3 separate regions of the Sus scrofa genome follow, and regions 1 and 3 are each linked to region 2. Evidence: chromatin contacts called from public Hi-C and HiChIP or PLAC-seq data. All regions are on one chromosome and are shown on one strand. The core of a region is the stretch at or near the end of the contact, and the rest is flanking DNA. Distances in the headings are between cores, read along the strand shown.

Evidence for each region. Hi-C and Micro-C count contacts between places; a contact is called where the count stands out from the background. HiChIP or PLAC-seq counts read pairs in DNA pulled down with a chosen protein or histone mark.
Region 1: a Hi-C map of liver shows a contact between it and region 2, with 4 times the contacts expected there. The contact joins the promoter of ATP5SL here to the promoter of ZNF526 in region 2. A contact is called at or near these places in 3 of 47 Hi-C or Micro-C datasets (epiblast stem cells, heart right ventricle and liver).
Region 3: a contact with region 2 is called in an H3K27ac HiChIP or PLAC-seq map of alveolar macrophages. The contact joins the promoter of RABAC1 here to the promoter of ZNF526 in region 2. A contact is called at or near these places in 1 of 47 Hi-C or Micro-C datasets (liver) and 1 of 2 datasets of contacts at active chromatin or transcription factors (alveolar macrophages).

What each region holds. Positions count from the first base shown.
Region 1 is chr6:49,561,120-49,564,046 of Sscrofa11.1, forward strand. ATP5SL (ATP synthase subunit s-like protein) reads right to left here and starts at 1,636. Exons shown (of 6, transcript XM_021094422.1): 1 at 1,514-1,636.
Region 2 is chr6:49,707,096-49,710,170 of Sscrofa11.1, forward strand. ZNF526 (zinc finger protein 526) reads right to left here and starts at 1,386. Exons shown (of 3, transcript NM_001267848.1): 1 at 1,353-1,386.
Region 3 is chr6:49,931,959-49,934,849 of Sscrofa11.1, forward strand. It overlaps RABAC1 (Rab acceptor 1), which reads left to right and starts at 1,630. Exons shown (of 5, transcript NM_001031795.1): 1 at 1,630-1,685; 2 at 1,937-2,149; 3 at 2,430-2,527. The coding sequence starts at 1,630.

The DNA of each region.
Region 1 (2,927 bases), core at 386-2,885, 150 kb before region 2:
GGGGGAGCCACAGAAGGGCTTTGAGCAGTGGAGGGACAGATCAGTTCAGACACTGAAAGAGTCTAGTGGGAAACTGGGGGATGGACTAAAAAGGGTGAGACTAGAGCCCAGGAAGCAAAAGAAGAGGCTGGGAACAGGGGCCATGAAGATAGGGAGTAGAAGCAGAGGGCGCAGCAGATCGTAGAGCCATAACTGAAGATGCATAAATAAGACTTACTGAGGATGGAGGAGAGGTTACAGAAGAGCCAGGGGATGAGAGGACACTCAGGTCTAATGAGATAATTCATGGAAGCTTGATACAGAGTGTGTGTGTTTCAAGATGACAGAACATGTATTAATGCTGCCAAGGAAAGAAGGGAGGGAGAAACAAAGATGCACAAGAAAGAACAGCTTCCTAAAAGTTTGGGGAGATGGGGGCCCTCACCTTGGAGGTCCCCATTCTCACAAGTGATTTCTGAGTTAAGACCTGTGGTGGGGGAAGGATCCCAGAACTCTCCCTGAAGGTCCAGACCCACTGGCCTGAGTCACAGGTCTCCCTGTCCAGCCCTTAGGACCCCTTGCTCATCTCTGCCAAAACAGTCATCACCCATCCAACCTGTTCTGCCTTCCTATCTCCATCTCAGGAACAGCTCCATCATCCCCAACCCCCCAAGCCAAAGCTCTAGGTCTTTTCCTGGGCACCCCCTCATCTCAGAGCCCATTGGGCCCCATATTGGTTTTTTTCTGCCTCCTGCCGGTTCCCTACCCAAGCCAACTACTACCAAGGACTTCCAGTCTCATTCCTCCAGTTCTGGCTCCAGCCCTGAGTCAGGCTTCCCTGCTTTAAACTATTCCATGGATCCTTATTACCCCTCCCGACCAAAACAAAACCCAAGCTCCTCAGCCTGGCCTCTACCCAGCCCTTCATCTCTGCCAGCTTTACCCGTCTGGCCTTCCACTTGAGCATCTATACACAGTACCCTCCTGCAAGCCCCCGTCTTTGCTCATGCTGAAACACCCTCCCCACAGTCTCTTCTCCAGCGGTGCTTGGTATCTTCTACTCCTCTGATATCCAGCTCCAACAGCTCCTCCGGAAACCCTTTCCTGACCCACTAAACCCCCAAAAGACTCTTCCGGACGCTCCTGCTTCTGCACACCCCTGTACATCAATATGTGGGTCTATCCTCCCATTTGACCTTGGCTCCTGAAGGGCAGAGCCCAGGTCTGATTCACCTTGGTCACACCATTGCCCAGCACTAGGCTTGGAACACTGGAAGACCCAGAAAATGTTCAACTAATAGGTGGTTGAGCATGTTAATGAGCAAGTGTGAGTGAGGAACTTAATGAGGGCAGGAAGGACTGAATGTATGGGTGAGCAGGGCGTGTAGGGGCAGAAGAGAATCAGGTTTAGAGTGGGAGGAAGGGAACGAATGGATGGATGAATTTCTGAGATCATGCATGCATCCCGGACTCAGTCTCTCTCCTCCCAGCTAAGCTCCCCGCTCCGCCTCGTGCCTCACCAAACAAACCTCACCGTTTCCCGCTCGAGCTATGTCCAGGATCCCAATGTGAGGCGTGCTATGAAAGGCTTATCCGGCCAGACTTGCAGAACCTGTCCGCTCAAGGGCCCCTCCAGCGTCCACGACACCAACCCGGCAAGGGCCCAGCCTATTGGCCGACTGTTAGGACTGGCAGAGACTGGCGTCTTCCAGACCCTATCGCTGTCCGACTTGGGCTGTAGGCACCACCTACTAAGGAACGCGCCCTGCCCTGAGTGGCTCAGGGAGTGGAGGCCGAGTGCCTATTGGCTAGAGGATAGTGACTGACGTTGTGGGTACCTTATCACAGATCGACTCCAGGGCGTGCTCGAGTGTCAGACACGCCTCTGCAAAGAGAAATGGGAGAGAGCTGAGCGCGAGGGTTAATTGCAGAAGGACCGGGAATAAAACTTCTGGCTGCCACGTAGCTGGGCTGTTCGACAGCCTGAACCTGTCCTGAATGGGTCTTGAGAGGCAGAATTCGTTGGAGGAGGGGCTAAGGAGCCTAGGCTTCTGGGTCTGAGATAGGAGGAGGTTGAGCGGCTAGGATTCCTGGATCTCGAGGGAGGAGGGAGCTATGAACCTGAAGAGTCTTGCTCTAGGAACGGGGACTCCAAGGATGACAGATTCGTGGTTCAGGATTTTATTAGCTATTTATGGTATTGGGGCCAGGCTTTGTCCCCAGGCAAGAGTTCTGGGTCCTGACTTGGTGTGTGGACCAGAGATGCAGAGGAAGAGCTTAGAAGAAGCTCTGGCCTCCATAACTCCCTTTCTTCATCCCCAAAAGGGAAGCCAGGGGCGGGTGCAGGGTAAAAAAAGAGCCCACAGCAGGAGGGTACCTGAGACTCATGTGGAAGCACAGAGAAAAACAGGTACCAATTGAGATATTAAAATACTAAAAGCAATAATAACAATAGAGCTCTCTTGTATGGAGTTTACTGTAATTTGACATAATCATCTCATATCTTTCTCATTGCAGCTCTCAGAGATCGAGTTGGTTTTTTTTTTGTTTTTTTGTTTTTTGGTCTTTTTGCCTTTTCTAGGGCTGCTTCCCACGGCATATGGTGGTTCCCAGGCTAGGGGCCTAATTGAAGCTGTATCCGCCGCCGGCCTACGCCAGAGCCACAGCAATGCGGGATCCGAGCCATGTCTTCAACCTATACACCACAGCTCACAGCAACGCTGGATCCTTAACCCACTAAGCAAGGACAGGGATCAAACCCGCAACCTCATGGTTCCTAGTCAGATTCGTTAACCACTGTGCCACGACAGGAACTCCCTAGTTGTTATTATTATTGTTCCCACTTTGCAAGTGAGAAAATTGAGAACTGGTAAGGAAGAATCAAGATATAGATGTAGGAGTTACTGTCTTGGCTCAGTGGTTAACAAGCCCGACTAGCATCCATGAGG
Region 2 (3,075 bases), core at 136-2,635:
GCCCCTTCACACAGCAGGGGCTCAGAATCCCAGCAAAGGACCCCCACAGGGCTAAGCAGTAATTTTCCAAATATAACCCCCATTATCTCCATTTCTTCTTGCTTTTTTTTCCAAGGGCCGCACCTGTGACATATGGATGTTCCCGGGCTAGGGGTGGAATCAGAGCTACAGCTGCCAGCCTACACCACGGCTACGCAGCCATGCCAGATCTGAGCCTGTCTTTGACTTACACCGCAGCTCCTGGCAACGCCGGATCCTTAACCCACTGAGCGAGCCCAAGGATTGAATCCGTATCCTCACGGATACTGGTTGGGTTCGTTACCGCTGAGCCACAGTGGGAACTCTACCTCTTCTTAAACTCATCTGTTAGTGCCAGAAGGCAGACAGAGTTTAGCTTACAGCTCTGCACACAAGCATTGCTCATGTTAAGTTTCCAGAGAGCAGGGATTTTAGTCTGTTCACCACAACAGGCACCCCAGCAGACATCTGGTGAATGAATAATGCTCCCTCCAGGAAGTGTGGCCCTGAGAGTTTAACTGTCTCTGTATACATTCCTCTTCTTCCATCAGACCAGCCCCCCCATTAGACTGTAAATTACCACAATAACACCACCCAGCAGAGGGCCCTGCTATCAGCTGGTGTCCAATAAATACCCCTTGAGTAAATGATTCACTAAAAGCCAAAGACTAAACTTTCCAGCTCCCTTACTAGTTTTTGAGTTGCCCAGACACTGGCACACAACAGCCCTTCAATAACGGATCTTCCTGGAAGCAGTCAACCAGGGGTCTGAGAGCTCAACTTTTCATTGTTTACAGTCCCACTTCCAACAGAGAACTCCCCTCCAGTGAGGCCCAGTGCCTGGTGCAAGTCTTACTCAAAGTAGGCACCCAGTAAATGTCGAGAAGGCGGCCCGAGAGACCTGAAATTTGGACTTTGCTAGTTTACATTTCTCCTTTCCCAATCTTGGATTGTAAACTATTTGGGGGAAGGATGGATTTTGTTATACAATAGATCAGTTTAAGTCTTTTCAGGAAGGACCCCACCAGGGGCCTGGAAGTTCAACTTTCCTGAGACACATCCTTTTTTCTGACCAGACTTATCAGCTTCGCAGCCTGAGAGCTCTTTGCAAAGGGCAGGAGAACGGCAAGTTCAACCGTAAGATCCTACACACCGCAAGAGCTCAATCAACGCTCCAGGGCACAGAGGAAGGAGCGCTCTCGTTTCACTCCGCGCCGCTCCCGCTCTAGCGCAGGCCCCAAAGCTCCTCGACCCCCGGGGTCCCCTTCATTCTCCCTCCGCCCTCTCCGTTCACCCAGCGCTCTCTTCGCCTACCCGCCCCGCGGCGCCCTCACCCGTCTCTCTTGCCTCCTGCAGCCCCCGCCGCTCTTGACACAGACCCTCCGCTCCAGGCGTGAGGGACCCCTCACTATCCACGCCTCCCATTGGGCGGTGCCCTCACCCGTTGCGGCCAATCCGAGCCGAAAGCGGAGGACACGCGCTCTTGCGCCTGCGTGTGGACGCTCAGGCGGAGCTCCGCGAGTTTCTCCACGCACACACCGGGACCTGTGGGCGGGGCTCGGAGCAGCGCCTGCGTAGTTCTCCCTTGCCGCTCCTGACAAGCCTGAAAGTGGAGAGAAGTGGGTGTCATTGGAAAACGAGGGTCCTTAGAGTGGACTGGGTTGTGGAAAACCTTGACAGAAATGTCATTTCATAACTGAAGACTGAGCATCTCTGAGAGCACAGCTTTAGAGTCAACACACTTGGGGTTCTTACCCACCTCTGGGCCTCACTTTAACTCCTCCGTAAAATGGGCTTGGGAGTTCCTGTCCTGGCTCAGCGGGTTAAGAACCTGACCAGTATCCATGAGGATGCGGGTTCGATCCCTGGCCTCACTCAGTGGGTTAAGGATCTGGCGTTGCCATGAGCTGTGGTATAAGTCGAAGAAGTGGCTCAGATCCTGTGTCACTGTGGCATAGGCTGGCAGCTGCATCTCTGATTCAACCTCTAGCCTGGGAACTTCCATATGCTGAGGGTTCGGCCCTAAAAAGCAAAATAATAATAATAATAATAAAATGGTCTTTTTTTTGGTCTTTTTTGCTATTTCTTGGGCCACTCCCGCGGCATATGGAGGTTCCCAGGCTAGGGGTCGAATCAGAGCTGTAGCCACTGGCCTACGCCAGAGCCACAGCAACTCGAGCCACAGCAACGCGGGATCCGAGCCGCGTCTGCAACCTACACCACAGCTCACGGCAACGCCGGATCGTTAACCCACTGAGCAAGGGCAGGGACCGAACCCGCAACCTCATGGTTCCTGGTCGGATTCGTTAACCACTGCGCCACGACGGGAACTCCTAAAATGGTCTTGAATCATATTCACCTCAAAGACGGGTGAAGGGACTGGATGAAATCAAACAGGTAAAAGCACTCAGCATAGGGCCTCCTACACTGTGAATGCTCACTGTAACCACCTAACGTGGACATGGTCCTTCCTAGTTTGTAAAATTGCTTTCCCTTTCCTCTCTCTTGTCAGTTGATTCAATGATATTCAGTTACTAGGGGCCAACTGTGTGTCCAGCCCAAGGCTGAGTTTCAGTAGATGACAGCTGCCACTGGAGAGAGAGGAAGGGACTCTTTAGAGGTCACTGCTGCAGCCCAAGCAGAGCTAGTGCTGAGCTTATGCCAGGTAGAACCCAGCCCTCCCACCTCTCAAGGGGGTGATAATTCCGGGGGTGGGGAACCAGTTGGGGAAGGAGATCTGTTTCAAGGCGTGCCAGCCCTAACTTTGAGTCACATAAGTGGGGGAGGCAGGGCGTGCCATGTGCGCTCAGTCACCAACTTTTTTTTTTTTTTTTTTGGTCTTTTTTGCCACTTCTTGGGTCACTCCTGGGGCATATGGAGGTTCCAAGGCTAGGAGTCGAATCGGAGCTGTAGCCGCTGGCCTACGCCAGAGCTACAGCAACGCGGGATCCGAGCTGCGTCTGCGACCAACACCACAGCTCAGGGCAACGCGGGATCCTTAACCCACTCATCAAGGGCAGAGATCGAACCTGCAACCTCATGGTTCCTAGTCGGATT
Region 3 (2,891 bases), core at 380-2,879, 230 kb after region 2:
GGTTTTCCACAGCTCATTCAGGAGCAAAGACTGAGAGAACCATGGCTGTGGGGACCCGGGGAGAGACAGGCGGCCCACGTGGCAGACACCAGTCCCTCTTTGGGACATCCAAGGGGCCAGCAGCAGCAACTACGTTACAGACATATTTGAGAAGGCTGAACTCTAGAAATAATCATAACATTCATGACAATGTAGTGGCAAAAACAACATCACCATTTATTGAGTGGTTATAAAATAGCAAGACTCTTTCAAGCACTTCACATGGATCATTCAACCCAACCTTAACCCATGAGTGTGGAACCAGGATGATCTTCACTGTCCAATGAAGACAGGGAGTTGATGAAATCAACACAGGCTGGATTTTGACCTCTGACCCAAGAAATCCAGTTCTTTTAGTTGTAACTACTCCGTCTTTTAAAAATTCTCAGAGTTCCCATCATGGCTCAGTGGTAACAAACCCAACAAGTATCCATGGGGACGCGTATTTGATCCTTGGCCTTGCTCAGTGGGTTAAGTGTCTGGCGTTGCTGTGAGCTGTGGTGTAGGTCACAGATGTGCCTCGGATCCCGCCTTGCTGTGGCTGTGGTGTGGGCCAGCAGCTGCAGCTCTGATTCGACCCCTAGCCTGGGAACCTCCACATGCCACGGGTGTGGCCCTAAAATGACAATAAATAAATAAATAAAAATTAAAAATTAAAATCCCTCATTCCCCTCAATAAAACTGGAATAAAAAAAGATTAAAAAAAAAAAAAAACAACTCACCCCTTTACTTTCCCCTACTTCCCTTTACCCTCTCCATAGCAGGGGCATCCTTGAGGTCCTAATCCTAACCCATCCATCCTTAGGAGCCCAGAGTTGTGGGGGAGCTTTGCTCCCCATCTTAGATAACCCCCTTCAGCAACCATGGCCCCCTCACTAGCCTTTGAAGAAGGATGGAATGGATTCCTACAAATATTCTACAGTCTCACTATTCAAATGTGGTCCATGAGTTCCCTGGTGGCTCAGGATCCCCCACTGTCACTGCTGTGCTAGGGTTGCTGCTGTGGCTAGGGTTCGATCCTTAGCCAGAAAACGTAGCATGTCCCCACCCACCCCACTCCCTGCCTGCCACAAAAAAAAAAAAAGAGCCAGTGAATGGGTCTCACCCCAGATCTGATAAATCAGAACATCTGAGTGTTTAATCACGGTTTTTTTTAATATCCTTAGAGTCAGAATGACAGCCCTACACAGTCCCCACTGTACAGAGACTGCTCGGGGTAGTACACGACGTCTTCTGCCTTTACACTCCCCCGACACCCTGACTCCTGACAGCTCACTTTCTCTGACCTCGCACGTCCTACCTTTGAAACTACAACTCCCACAATGCCCCCGAGGCACCCACGTCGCTTTACGCGACTACATCTCCCAAGGTGCTCCTCGAGCCATGCAGCCACCAGGGCGCCTACTCTCCCCGACATCGTCAGGACTACAACTCCCATAATACTCCGTGACAAACCTACCGCCCCCAGCGGCGCCGGAACGGCGCCACGTCCCCTCCGGCCACTTCGAGTGAGGCCGGTTTCGGGCGGGGCCCGTGGGGTGTGGAGGGCCCCAGCCTCGTTACAGCGGTTCTTCCCCTCACAACACAGACATGGCGGCCGAGAAGGACCAGCAGAAGGATGCCGAGGCGGAAGGGCTGAGCGCCACGTAAGCAAGTCTAATCTAGCCCCCCTGACCTAGACCCGAGAGTCATGGCTTCTCGCCCCTCATCCCTGGGGAGTTAGGAATCCGGACTCCTGGCCCCGGCTCAATCCCTTCCTCCCCTGGAATCCAGGAGTCCTGGACCATATCTCCCCCGCCCCCCAGAACCCCGGAGTCCCGCTCCCCTCGGCCCCCTTCTTGCTCGGGGGTCCGGGCTCCAACCCGGTCTACCGCTGACCTGGTCCCGCACCCCCCAGGACCCTGCTGCCGAAACTGATTCCCTCTGGCGCGGGCCGTGAGTGGCTGGAGCGGCGCCGTGCTACCATCCGCCCCTGGGGCTCCTTCGTGGACCAGCGGCGTTTTTCGCGTCCCCGCAACCTGGGCGAGCTTTGCCAGCGCCTCGTACGCAACGTGGAATACTACCAAAGCAACTATGTGTTTGTGTTCCTGGGCCTCATCCTGTACTGCGTGTGAGTGTCTCTCTGGCCAGAACAGCCCCCCTCAGCCAGGCCCCGCCCCCGCCAGGCTGCCATGTCTGCACTGGCCAGGCCCTGTCCCCATGGGATAGCTCTGTGGGATCTTTACCCCAGAGGACCAGGTCCCTACTCCATCAGCCTGGCTGGGATGCAGGGGGACCAAACATGACCTAGACTTGCGTGGTCCTAAGGACGTCCCCAGGTGTAGAAGGTCAGGGCCTTCGTGTCTGACGCAGCCCCAGCGGCCTGACTGTGCCTCCCTGCCCTCCTCCAGGGTAACATCGCCCATGCTGCTGGTAGCTCTGGCTGTCTTCTTTGGCGCCTGTTACATCCTCTATCTGCGCACGTTGCAGTCCAAGTTTGTGCTGTTTGGTGAGAAATCTGCCCAAACTCCTCTGATCCTGGCTCTTTGAATCCAAGCCTTAGACCTCAAACCTGAGTCCTTTTGAACCCAAGTCTGCCCAATCCTAGACCTACAGTAGATTCCCCATACCCACACCTGATGCTCCTATCCACTCTCAGTCCCCCCAAATTGCTGTTTCCCAAACCCAGAAGATATCCAAGAACCACTCCACCTAGCCGCTGGCCTTTTAAACCTCCTCCTTCTCTCTCCCTCATCTGCCAAAAGCATCAGCTGCAAGTACCCACATTGGACGCCAGGTGGCGACTTTACTCTAGCCTAAATCTGTCCTCCCCCTTTCGTGCTTCCTGGGATGGGAGTAGAAAAATCTTGGGA